Linked DNA regions of Sus scrofa: region 1 is linked to region 2. The links are chromatin contacts, called in public promoter capture Hi-C maps. All regions are on one chromosome and are shown on one strand. The core of a region is the stretch at or near the end of the contact, and the rest is flanking DNA. Distances in the headings are between cores, read along the strand shown. Region 1 holds the start of CD82 (CD82 molecule). Region 2 overlaps CD82 (CD82 molecule).

What was found. Promoter capture Hi-C pulls out the DNA fragments that hold promoters and counts their contacts.
Region 1: a promoter capture Hi-C map of fetal liver shows a contact between it and region 2, with 4 times the contacts expected there. The contact joins the promoter of CD82 here to the enhancer-like site in region 2. A contact is called at or near these places in 4 of 5 promoter capture datasets (fetal liver, fetal skeletal muscle, liver and 1 more), 33 of 47 Hi-C or Micro-C datasets (adipocytes, adipose tissue, alveolar macrophages and 17 more) and 2 of 2 datasets of contacts at active chromatin or transcription factors (alveolar macrophages and skeletal muscle).

The regions. Positions count from the first base shown.
Region 1 is chr2:17,800,112-17,804,757 of Sscrofa11.1, forward strand. CD82 (CD82 molecule) reads right to left here and starts at 3,061. Exons shown (of 9, transcript NM_001145218.2): 1 at 2,903-3,061. It overlaps LOC102166930 (a long non-coding RNA gene), which reads left to right and starts at 3,573. Exons shown (of 2, transcript XR_002341490.1): 1 at 3,573-3,967.
Region 2 is chr2:17,754,423-17,759,221 of Sscrofa11.1, forward strand. It overlaps CD82 (CD82 molecule), which reads right to left. Exons shown (of 9, transcript NM_001145218.2): 6 at 1,937-2,038. Among named protein-coding and RNA genes, the nearest start is that of CD82, 46 kb to the right of the region's middle. Within about 2 kb of position 3,474, at least 2 of the 83 cell types and tissues checked have an H3K27ac peak or open chromatin away from gene starts, as enhancers often do. A contact at or near this core is called in fetal liver, where this site is marked.

The DNA of each region.
Region 1 (4,646 bases), core at 1,811-4,310, 45 kb after region 2:
ACTAGGGTCTAGGCCCGGTGGTGGGGGGCAGAAAGAAAACAGGGCACAAGCCGGGACACTTGTTTCCCCCTTCCCTCCGACAGTCTCTCCTATCCCCCAGCTGCAGACACCCCCAAAGCCCCCCAGGCCCCTCCTGCATCCCCATTGCCACGGCCGTCGGTTCTCTATCCCCTGACCACTGCGTCCTGGCCCCCATCACATGTGGTAGACTGTCTTTCCTAAAGTGCCACTTTGATTATGTCACTCCCCCGCTCACAAACCTTCAGTGGCCTTCACTTTCTAGAAAACGCATCCAAATATCTCACCTTGGCATTCAAGGTCCTCCATGAGTGGAGCCAACCTACCATCCCCCCTTGACATCTCCACCCAGTCCCATCTCTCCAGCCAGACTGAGAAGTTTCTTAAAACTCCCCCGAATATGCTGAGCTCCTCGCCTTCCCCTAGGCATCTTCCTCTGCCCCAGACATGGTCTTTGCCGTGGCTGCTGGAACCTTCGCAATCCTCAAGGTCCATCCCAAACTCCACCACCTCCATGGAGCTTTCGTGAGGATCCCTCTGGCCCTTTCTTCATTTATCTCCTATCAGAGGCACTGGTCTCCTTGTCTAAGCCCCTTACCCGACGGCCGACCACTGGGATGGGGTCAGAGCGTCTGGTCCATCATTCATCATGTGGGCGGGGGGATGGGGGGGAGGACTTTCCAGAAGATGTTTACCAAGCACTGTTTGAAATGAACATCTCCCCACACAGGCAACACCTTCTGACCCCCCTCCCTCCCCACCAGACTGAACTCTAATTAATCTTAAGCCACCCAAATGCTTGGAGAGGGGAGTCTGTGGCCCGTTAATCCAAGCCCAACTGGGACTTCCCAGCTGGGGCAGTAAGTCCTGCTCAAGTCTCACCAACTCCAGGAAGCCCCTTTACCCCAGACCCTGGGTTCTCCAGTGTCTTTCTTCACCTGAGCACCACCCCTCCCATATATACACACGCGCTGTCTCTGCCATACAGTACAGCCTCTGGATCAGACTCTGTCCCATAGAGCTTTCCACCAGGTTCCAAAGTGTAGCACTCACCTCCCCAGGAGATGCAAGGAACGAGCCGCCATTGACGCCCAACCCTGATGGAACAGATAGCAGGTACCTACACTGCCCCTCATCTCCACGCCGAGCCAAGCACGCAATGGAAAAGCTGGATTCGGGCCACCGGAGCAGTCCGAATCCATGAAATCTCATCTGGCCTTGAGCTCTGGGTGTGAGTTATTCTCTCCAGCAGAACACAGTGGGGATGAGGGCCTCACTGTCAGCAACTCAAAATGCAGGCAGAACCTGGGACTGGCTAGTTCACCTCTGTATCCCCTAGCTCCACTTAGTGTCTAGTAAGTGCAAAGTAAACATTTTTGGGGGTTTATTTAACTGGACACCTAACAACTGTAAGAAATATTACTGAAAACTCAGCTACTTGTACACACTCCCCAATCTGCAAATGGACAAAGTGATGCTGGTGGCAAATGGCAAGGTCTGGCTCTCATAAGGTCAGGAGGTGCTGTCACCAGCGTCTGGCCTCCAAACACAGCCTCATTCCCAGGCAAGAAGCCAGCCTATCACCTGCTCATCCACATCAGAGCAGCTGTCATACAGCGAGGCCTCGGTGGGTGCCTCGGAGCCTTGTTAAGCGCTTTACATGTATTCTATTTTTTTTTTTTTTTTTTTTTGCCTTTTCTAGGGCCGCTCCCATGGCATATGGAGGCTCCCAGGCTAGGGGTCCAACTGGAGCTGCAGCAGCTGGCCTACACCAGAGCCACAGCAACACGGGATCTGAGCCACGTCTGCGACCTACACCACAGCTCATGGCAAAGCCGGATCCTTAACCCACTGAGCAAGGCCAGGGATCGAACCTGCAACCTTATGGTTCCTAGTCACATTCGTTAACCACTGTGCCACGATGGGAGCTCCTACATGTATTATTCTATTAAGTCCTCACTACTACCATTGAGTATCATCACTACCCCCACATTACAGATGAGAAAACCGAAGCTTAAAAGGGGAGTGGAATCCAAAGGGCCCGTCCTTGACCACTGAACTAGGCTGCCCAGCTCCTAGGACCCTGGCACAGAGCACCTGCCACCACCAGGGACAGAAACCACCAGCCCAAGGAAGGGACCCAGGGCAAGTAGCAAGAGACATGGCTTCTGGGCTTGACTCTGGGCCCAAAGTTAGGTGGGGTTTTCCCTTGTCTTCCCCACTCACCCAGATAAGAATTTGTCCCCTAGTTTCTGCCGGGGGCCTCCCAAGCCAGCTCACCTGGAAAAGCCCTGGGAAGGGCCAAACACCCGCTGAGTTTCCCACCTCAAGTCTTAGTGGGCTCTCAGAGTTGGGGGGGGAGGGGAGGCTGATATCTCTTTGAATTCAGCCGCCCCCCTCTGCCCCCACTTCCCCAGACCCGTGGGTTTCAAGTCCCATCCGAGGAACTAGTGTGACCTTTAAAGCAATTCGCTTCACTCTTGCAGTGAGTTTGCTTTGCTCCGTGTCACTCTGCAAGGAGACAAACTCTAGTCTGGGCGGCGCGATCTGAAGACCTGTTGTGTCCGCTCTCATCTGCCAGCCTCACCTTCCGGAGTTTCAGTGAGAAAGGTTCACCTGGTTCAATCCCCTCCTTTTACTGGAACCCGAGAGGTCCAGAGCTAGGTGGGGGGACGCGCCCGGGGTCACACAGCTGGTGCACGGCGGAGCCAGAAAACTGGGGGTCAGGACCCGGGAACTTAAGCTCCTTCTCACCCACCAGCTGCCTTCGGGGCCCAACCTGTCACTTGCTCCGAGAAAGCTGCCCGAGCGGCCTCTGGAAGTTGGGGCGAAAACTAACTTTGCTCGCTGTTGCCGACAGGCCTCCCCCCCCTCAGTTTCTCACCTGCTGGCTCTGCTTTTTGCTCGGCGCTGCAAGCCCGGCGTCTCCCGCTCGCGCCCTGGTTAGCGTCTGACCGCGCAGCCCTGGGTTCGGTCTCTTGGTCGTCCCCCTCCCGGCGGTCGTCTGGGAACTCAACGGCCTCGGCCAGCCCCGCCCCTGAAGTGACCACGCCCCTTCGACACGCCCCCTCGGCCTCTGGACGTGGGGACCGCCAGCCCCGCCCCCACACCCTGCAGGAATGTGGCCTGGCACCCGGCCGGATCAGGCCCCGCCCGCTATGGTCTCTCCGCTCTAACCCGCCAGCCCCGCCCCGTGTCCCGCCGGAGGGGGCGGGGGCGGAGCTACACTCCTTGCCCCGCCCCACTACGGCCCCCAAATCGATCCCGGTCTGCCCCGCCCCAGGTCACTCTGGGGAGGGGGCCGACCCCTGGGCCTGCCTCCTGGGCCGGGTCCTCTGTGTTCCTCCGGCTCTGCCTCGATAAAGGCCTGTCTGGCCGGCTCGGCGCTCCACCCCTGCTAGGTGAGAAGCCCCGCTCGCAGCGGGACCTAACGGTCCCGCCCCTCCTAGGCCTGCCTCATCCTTCCCGTCCCTCCCTAGACCCTCCCTCCACCACCCCCACCGCCGAATCCCTCTTCTCTGGGTGTACCCCCGCCCCCTAGGTTGAGGCCACGCCCCAGCAACGCCCCTTCCCCGCTTCAGCGCCTCCCTAATCCTGCCCTGCCCTGGCAACCTTGCTCTGGGCGTGCAGGCCTCCGGGCCTTCACGCTGGCATTCCAGGGCGGGCGTATCCGGGTGCAACCGGGGAACGGCTCGGGAGCGGTTTGCGTTCCAAGTCCCGGCCTCTATCAGGAGGTGGCTTGGACCTAGGCACTTTTTCCAAATACTAACAGCTACCACCGATTGAACTCTCACCAGGGGCCTGCTCTATGCCAAGCCCTGGCTTAGAAAAATAAAAGAACTGGCCACTGAATTCGCACAACTCTATCCCCAAATGTTGCACCTATTTTACTGAGCAACCTGATGCTTAGATAAGGGAAGCCATGGCTTCTGAGTCTCGCATGGATCAGGTAAGCAGGATCCACCCCCTGGCCTTGAATCGTAGGCAAGGCTTGACGCTGCACCAGCTTGCCTGGACTGGCCCCTAGAGCAGTGGCCAGGACCAGCTACTTGTTGGGGCAGTGCTAGCAGACTGCCTGAGGTAAGGGAGGAGGCATAGCTTGAGACAGGGGTGGCAGGAGGGGCACCTGGCCCACTTCTCAGAAGCTGGTTTTCTTCTTGAGAAGAAGGGGCTTAGAATTAGGATGGGCTGCAAAAGGTCTTTGGCTGCGGTGCCCCCACCTGCCTCCTGGCCCTCCACACTCCCAGACCCCAGGGATCAGCCTCTGGTTTCTGCGTTATTCCAGAGCCATTCACCTGTGCAGCTGACAAAGCTCTTTCGCTCCCATTATCTCACCGGCGTCTCATAAGGACGCCATTGTGGGGAAGGTATGATTATGCTGATTTTGCCTGGGTGGGGTAGGGCAGGAAGCTGGACACCAGCCCAGCGAGGTGGTTCCCAAAGCATGGTCCTTGGACCAGCAGCAGCAGCAACACCTGGGAACTTGTTAGGAATGTGTGTTTGGGGGCCCATCCCAGATCTACAGAGTAAGAGACTGTAGGGGGTGAGCCCAGCTATTTGTTTTAACAAGACTTCAAGGTGAGTCTGGAGTTCTCTTTGTGGCTTAGCAGGTAACAAACCCGACTGGT
Region 2 (4,799 bases), core at 2,224-4,723:
GAGTAGAATTGGGGGAGGGCTCTTTCAAATTCTAGCCCTGCCCCGTGCACGGGCAAGCCGCTGCCTTCACCAGTCCCCAGCTTGCTCATCTGGAGAATGGGGTGATAACAGCCACTCTGGGAGGACTGAAGGGGCCAGCATGGGAGAGGTGCATGCCACCTGCCCTGCACAGTCACTTGCCCACCTGCTTCCTTCCCGTCTCAAGTGGCAAGTCCCTGACCTGCGGCCCAGTGGCCAGCAGGGGGCGCGCCAGGCACGCGCAGCCCTTCTGCTCCAGGCAGTTTCTAGTCCAAGATTTCTTTTTTACGTTGCGGGTGCCTGGCTGCCTCCTCTCAAGCAGAAAGTCTGGCACCTCTAAGGGGCACCCAGAGTCCCTCCCACACCCAAGCAAAATGAGACGGCTTTCCTTGGCCCTTCCTTCCGACGCCCCCTTGTGTCTCAGTGGTTATGCGTGATGATTGAACATCATCGCTGATGTGCCACGTGATAAATGCATCAAGCTTCATAAACTCATCTCACGGGAGCCTGGATTAATAGCCCTACTTTACAGATGAGGAAACTGAGGCTCGGAGAAGGCCAAACCTGAAATAGCCAAGTTTGTATTTCGGGCCTTAAAAACTTGACTCACCATCTCTTTTCTAACCACCATCCCAAGCAGCATCTACCAGACATCAAATCATCTAGAGGCCCTGCCTGCTGCAGGAAACCCCTGGTGGTCCACTGCCTTGGTGGCAGGGAACTCACTGCCTCCCCAGGGACTCACCCAGGGTCCTTGAAGGGTGACACTTGCTCATCCCGGGACATGCCGCTCCCTCTAATCTTAGCAAAGTAAAATATGCGTCAAACCAAAGGTGGGATGAAAATGTGCCCAGAGTTTACACAGGTCCCCGTGTCACCAAAACGCTGAGCACATAGGCCAGGAAATATCACCCTCCCCTTTCCACAGCTCAGAGAACGGACGAGCCCGTGTTGCCTGCACAGAGACCCGTCTCTAGTCTCCACACTCTCCTGGTGTCCGGCTTCCTCCAGCCGCGCTGCCCCTGCGCCTCCCAGCCCACAGCCTCCCATGAGGGCAGCCAACAGCCAGTTGTGTTGGGGGCCCTCCTGTGACAGAGGAGGAGGCTGCAGCCCAGAGGAGGTGGGTCCTGGCCAAGGGCTCATAGCATCTGGGGTCACCAAAGGGGAGGGATTTGTGACTGTGGGGACTGGTTCACATTGAGGCAGGCTGGGAATCCAGAGTCAGTCAGTCTGTCATTCATTCATTTAACCAATTAGTCAGTAGTTCTGTCAGCCAATCAGTCAATCTACCTGTTAGTCAGTCAGTCACTCTGTCAGCCAGTCACTCTGCCTGTTAGTCCGTCAGTCACTCTGTCAGTCAGTCAGTCTGCCTGTTAGTCATTCTGACAGTCAGTCTGTCTGTCTGTCATTCTTCCACTTTAACTGAGGTGGACTACACATACACTACAGTGTACAAATTCAGGTTGAGGCACTTTTCCATACACACTGCATCACCAAGACCTGGATCAAGATTTGAATAGAACAGTCCTTTCAGCCCGAAGGTTCCCATGGCACCTCCCCAGAAGTTGCCTCTTCTTGGACCCGTGTCAGCACATCGGCTGGCACCCAGTTTCTTAACGTCCAGGGTGGAGCTCCCAGCACCCCCCAGGCTGGCTTGAGAGGAGAGGGTCAAGGGCCACCCCCTTTCTCCGGCCTCGGGTGGAGCCCTCTGAGCCCCCGAGCGCCCCCTGGGACCCCCTGAGGGAGGAACGGCAGTGGTGGCTGGGGTGCCAGGAGGGGGGCTGCTCAGGAGCGCCCTGCCCCCACAGATACACACTCACACACCAACTCGTTAACTCATTCTGTCTGTCAGGCACATCCAGGCACACAGACGACCAGCCCTGGACACACAGACACACAGAGGCCATGGCCCCCTCACCTGAGCCTGCACGTAGTCCCAGGCCTCCTGTAAGCTGTCCTGGCGACCCTCCTCGTACTTCTGAATGAGCTCCGTCACGATGCTGCCCATCTCCTGCTTCAGCTGTAGTGGGGACAGCGAGGACCAAGGTCAGATTCCCTCAAACCCGTGTCCCCATTCTGGTCACATCTCCTGAAGCTGCCTCTCTCCCACCCCCCGAAACACTAGGGACACGCTCATAGCTCGAAAGCATTTTGTCACCCTTTGCGGCCCACCCTGGTCACCATGCTAAGCCCAGTGCAGCCAAGGGCCAACCACTCCTGCCTGACGGTCTCTTCAGCAACCAGTAGCACATGACCCCTTAAACGGGCCTGTCCCCTCATCTCCATCCAGCGGCCTCCCAGCACACTTGGGAACAACTCCGCTGTCTTCTCAATAGCCTCCGAGACCCTACACCATTTGGTCCTGCTCTTTCCAGGCCTCCTTTCCTCCGCTTTCACTCCCTCTATTTCACTTACAAAGGTCTTGCGATTTTTATGCAAGACATACTCCTGCCTCAGGGCCTTTGCACTTGCAGTGCCCTCTGCCCGGAATCCTCTTCCACCAAAGATAAGCATGGCTCACTCCTCCACTTCCTTCAGAGCTCTACTCAGATGGCGCCTCCTCAGAAAGGCCTTTCTGGACCACCCTACAAAAGCCCAGCCCTGTTCTACGCCCTCCCAGGCCCTCCTTACCCTGCAAGGGTAAGCATGCTGCGTTTTTCTTCATAGCCTCCTCATCCCATGCCCATTTGTTTCCAGGACTTATTGAATCTTTCCTCCCCTGGAATGTTAGCTCCTTCGGGGCAGGGACGGTGTCTGGCCCAGCTTGGCCAGAGGAGGCGGGTGGCATGAATAAGCAATGTGTGCACAAGCCCCTCTCTGCCGGGCGAAGTTTACATCTCACGTGGGCTGGTCCCCACCAGCCTCAGGATTCAGGGCCCCTCATGGAGGAAGAGAGAAGCACCTGCTCTTGGCTAACCCCACAGAGAAAACACTCATTTAAAAGAAGTCAGGAGTTCCCACTGTGGCTCAGCGGGTTAAGAACCTGACAAGTATCCATGAGGATGCAGGTGTGATCCCTGCCCTCGCTCAGTGGGTTAAGGATTCTGCACTGTCACAAGCTGCGGGGTCACAGATGCGGCCGGGATCTGGCATGGCTGTGGCTGTGGTGTAGGCTGGCAGCTGCAGCTCTGATTCAACCCCTAGCCTGGGAACTTCCATATGCTCTGTGTGTGGCCCCCCCCCAAAAAAAAAGAGAGAGAGAGAGAGAGACACACACACACACACAAAACAATAAAAATAAAAGAAGACAGATGAGGGGTGTGGGGATCCAAAGGCTTCAGTCCCCATGGCCTCTTACTGGGGCTCTGATCAGAGGATCTCACGCTGGCAGCTTTTCGGGAACAAGTCGGCTGTGCAAAGGGAGGCAAACCGCCAGCCAGCCTGAGAGCTGAGGACAAGCTTCCCCCAGCCCCGGCCTGGCCCTGCCTGGCCCCACCTGTGGACCTTGCTCAGGGGCCTCCCCAGGGAACACCAGCATGGACAGGCTGGTCGTGGTCACCCGCTGTCCCTGCAGAACCCCTGCCTCTCAGTTCCTGAGAAAGAGGAACTGGGAAGACGGGCCGGGCATCTCCAGGCAGGGGCTTTCAGAACCCGGCTCAGAACCCCATGAACGGGGCTTCCGTCCGTTCCCCATGAATGCCTCGCTCAGAGAAGCCACATCCTCCAGAGGGACGTGCGTGCCGGGCTCCTCGCCCTGCTCCCTTCACCAACCCTGGGAACCAGCCTCTGGGGCAGCACCCCCCTCGGGGCAGCTCTCTGCCCCCTCCCTTTTGACAAAACTCTGAGCGTAATACTTTTTTGGTTTTACTCACTCAGAGCTTTACAGTTGGCAAAGTTTGCCTGTCAGTAACTAGTCACAACAATAGCGGGGGCTAACTTTTATCAAATGCCTACCAGCACCGTGCGAACACTTTTAATGCGTTACTTCACTTTAATCCCTCAAGCCGACCTAGAGCCTAGGTAATGACCTTCTTCCCTCATCAGAGAGAGATGCAGAAAATAAGGCCCAGAGAGGTTAATTAACCTGCCCAATGTCCCCCAGCCACCTTGTGAAGAGCTGGGGTTTGGATTCCAGATGCCAAGTTTCTATTTATTAAGCTCTATCAGCACTGAAACCACAGGGCTTGTACCTTGCAGTAGGTCAGAGCCCTTTTAAGAAGGGCCCAGAGAAGCTAAGCGGTTGGCCCATGTCACACAGTGGGGGCTGTCTGCCTGCGGAATCTGAGTCTTTCTGTGCCGACCACCTCTGCTCCCCCTCTGCTCCCTGGTGAGCAGATGATCCCCAAGGCGTGGGAAGGAGGGGGTCCCCAGAGGCATTTGCATAGAGAACTATCTCCGCCACATCCTCCCCCTCCCTCACGGACCTAGACTCTATTTATACCTGGGCATGGTTGCCACAGCAGCCCAGACTTCCCTGTTTCAGGCCCCAGAAATGAGAAGGTGATGGAGGCTTGGTGGTTTCCACTGAGGCTGGGTGGTTTCCATGGAAACACCACATCCATCCTCTAACCCAGAATGGGGCTAAGGGACACAGCTGGACCACGGGGACCAGGGCTGCTGGGGCTGGTTCAGCTTGGGGCTGATGCCTTGGGACTCCAATGCCCAGGGGGCAGTGTCAGGAGCCCAGGAAAGTTACCCTGGCAACCAGGTGGTTCCTGAGACAAGAAGGAGCAGGGAGGGAGAGTGAGAAGATGCCCAGCACCTCACTGCATCCCTGCAGGGGTCCCTCTGTGGTTTCCGCCTGCCCTGCACCTACTCGCCCTTCTTCTTGAAACAGCACT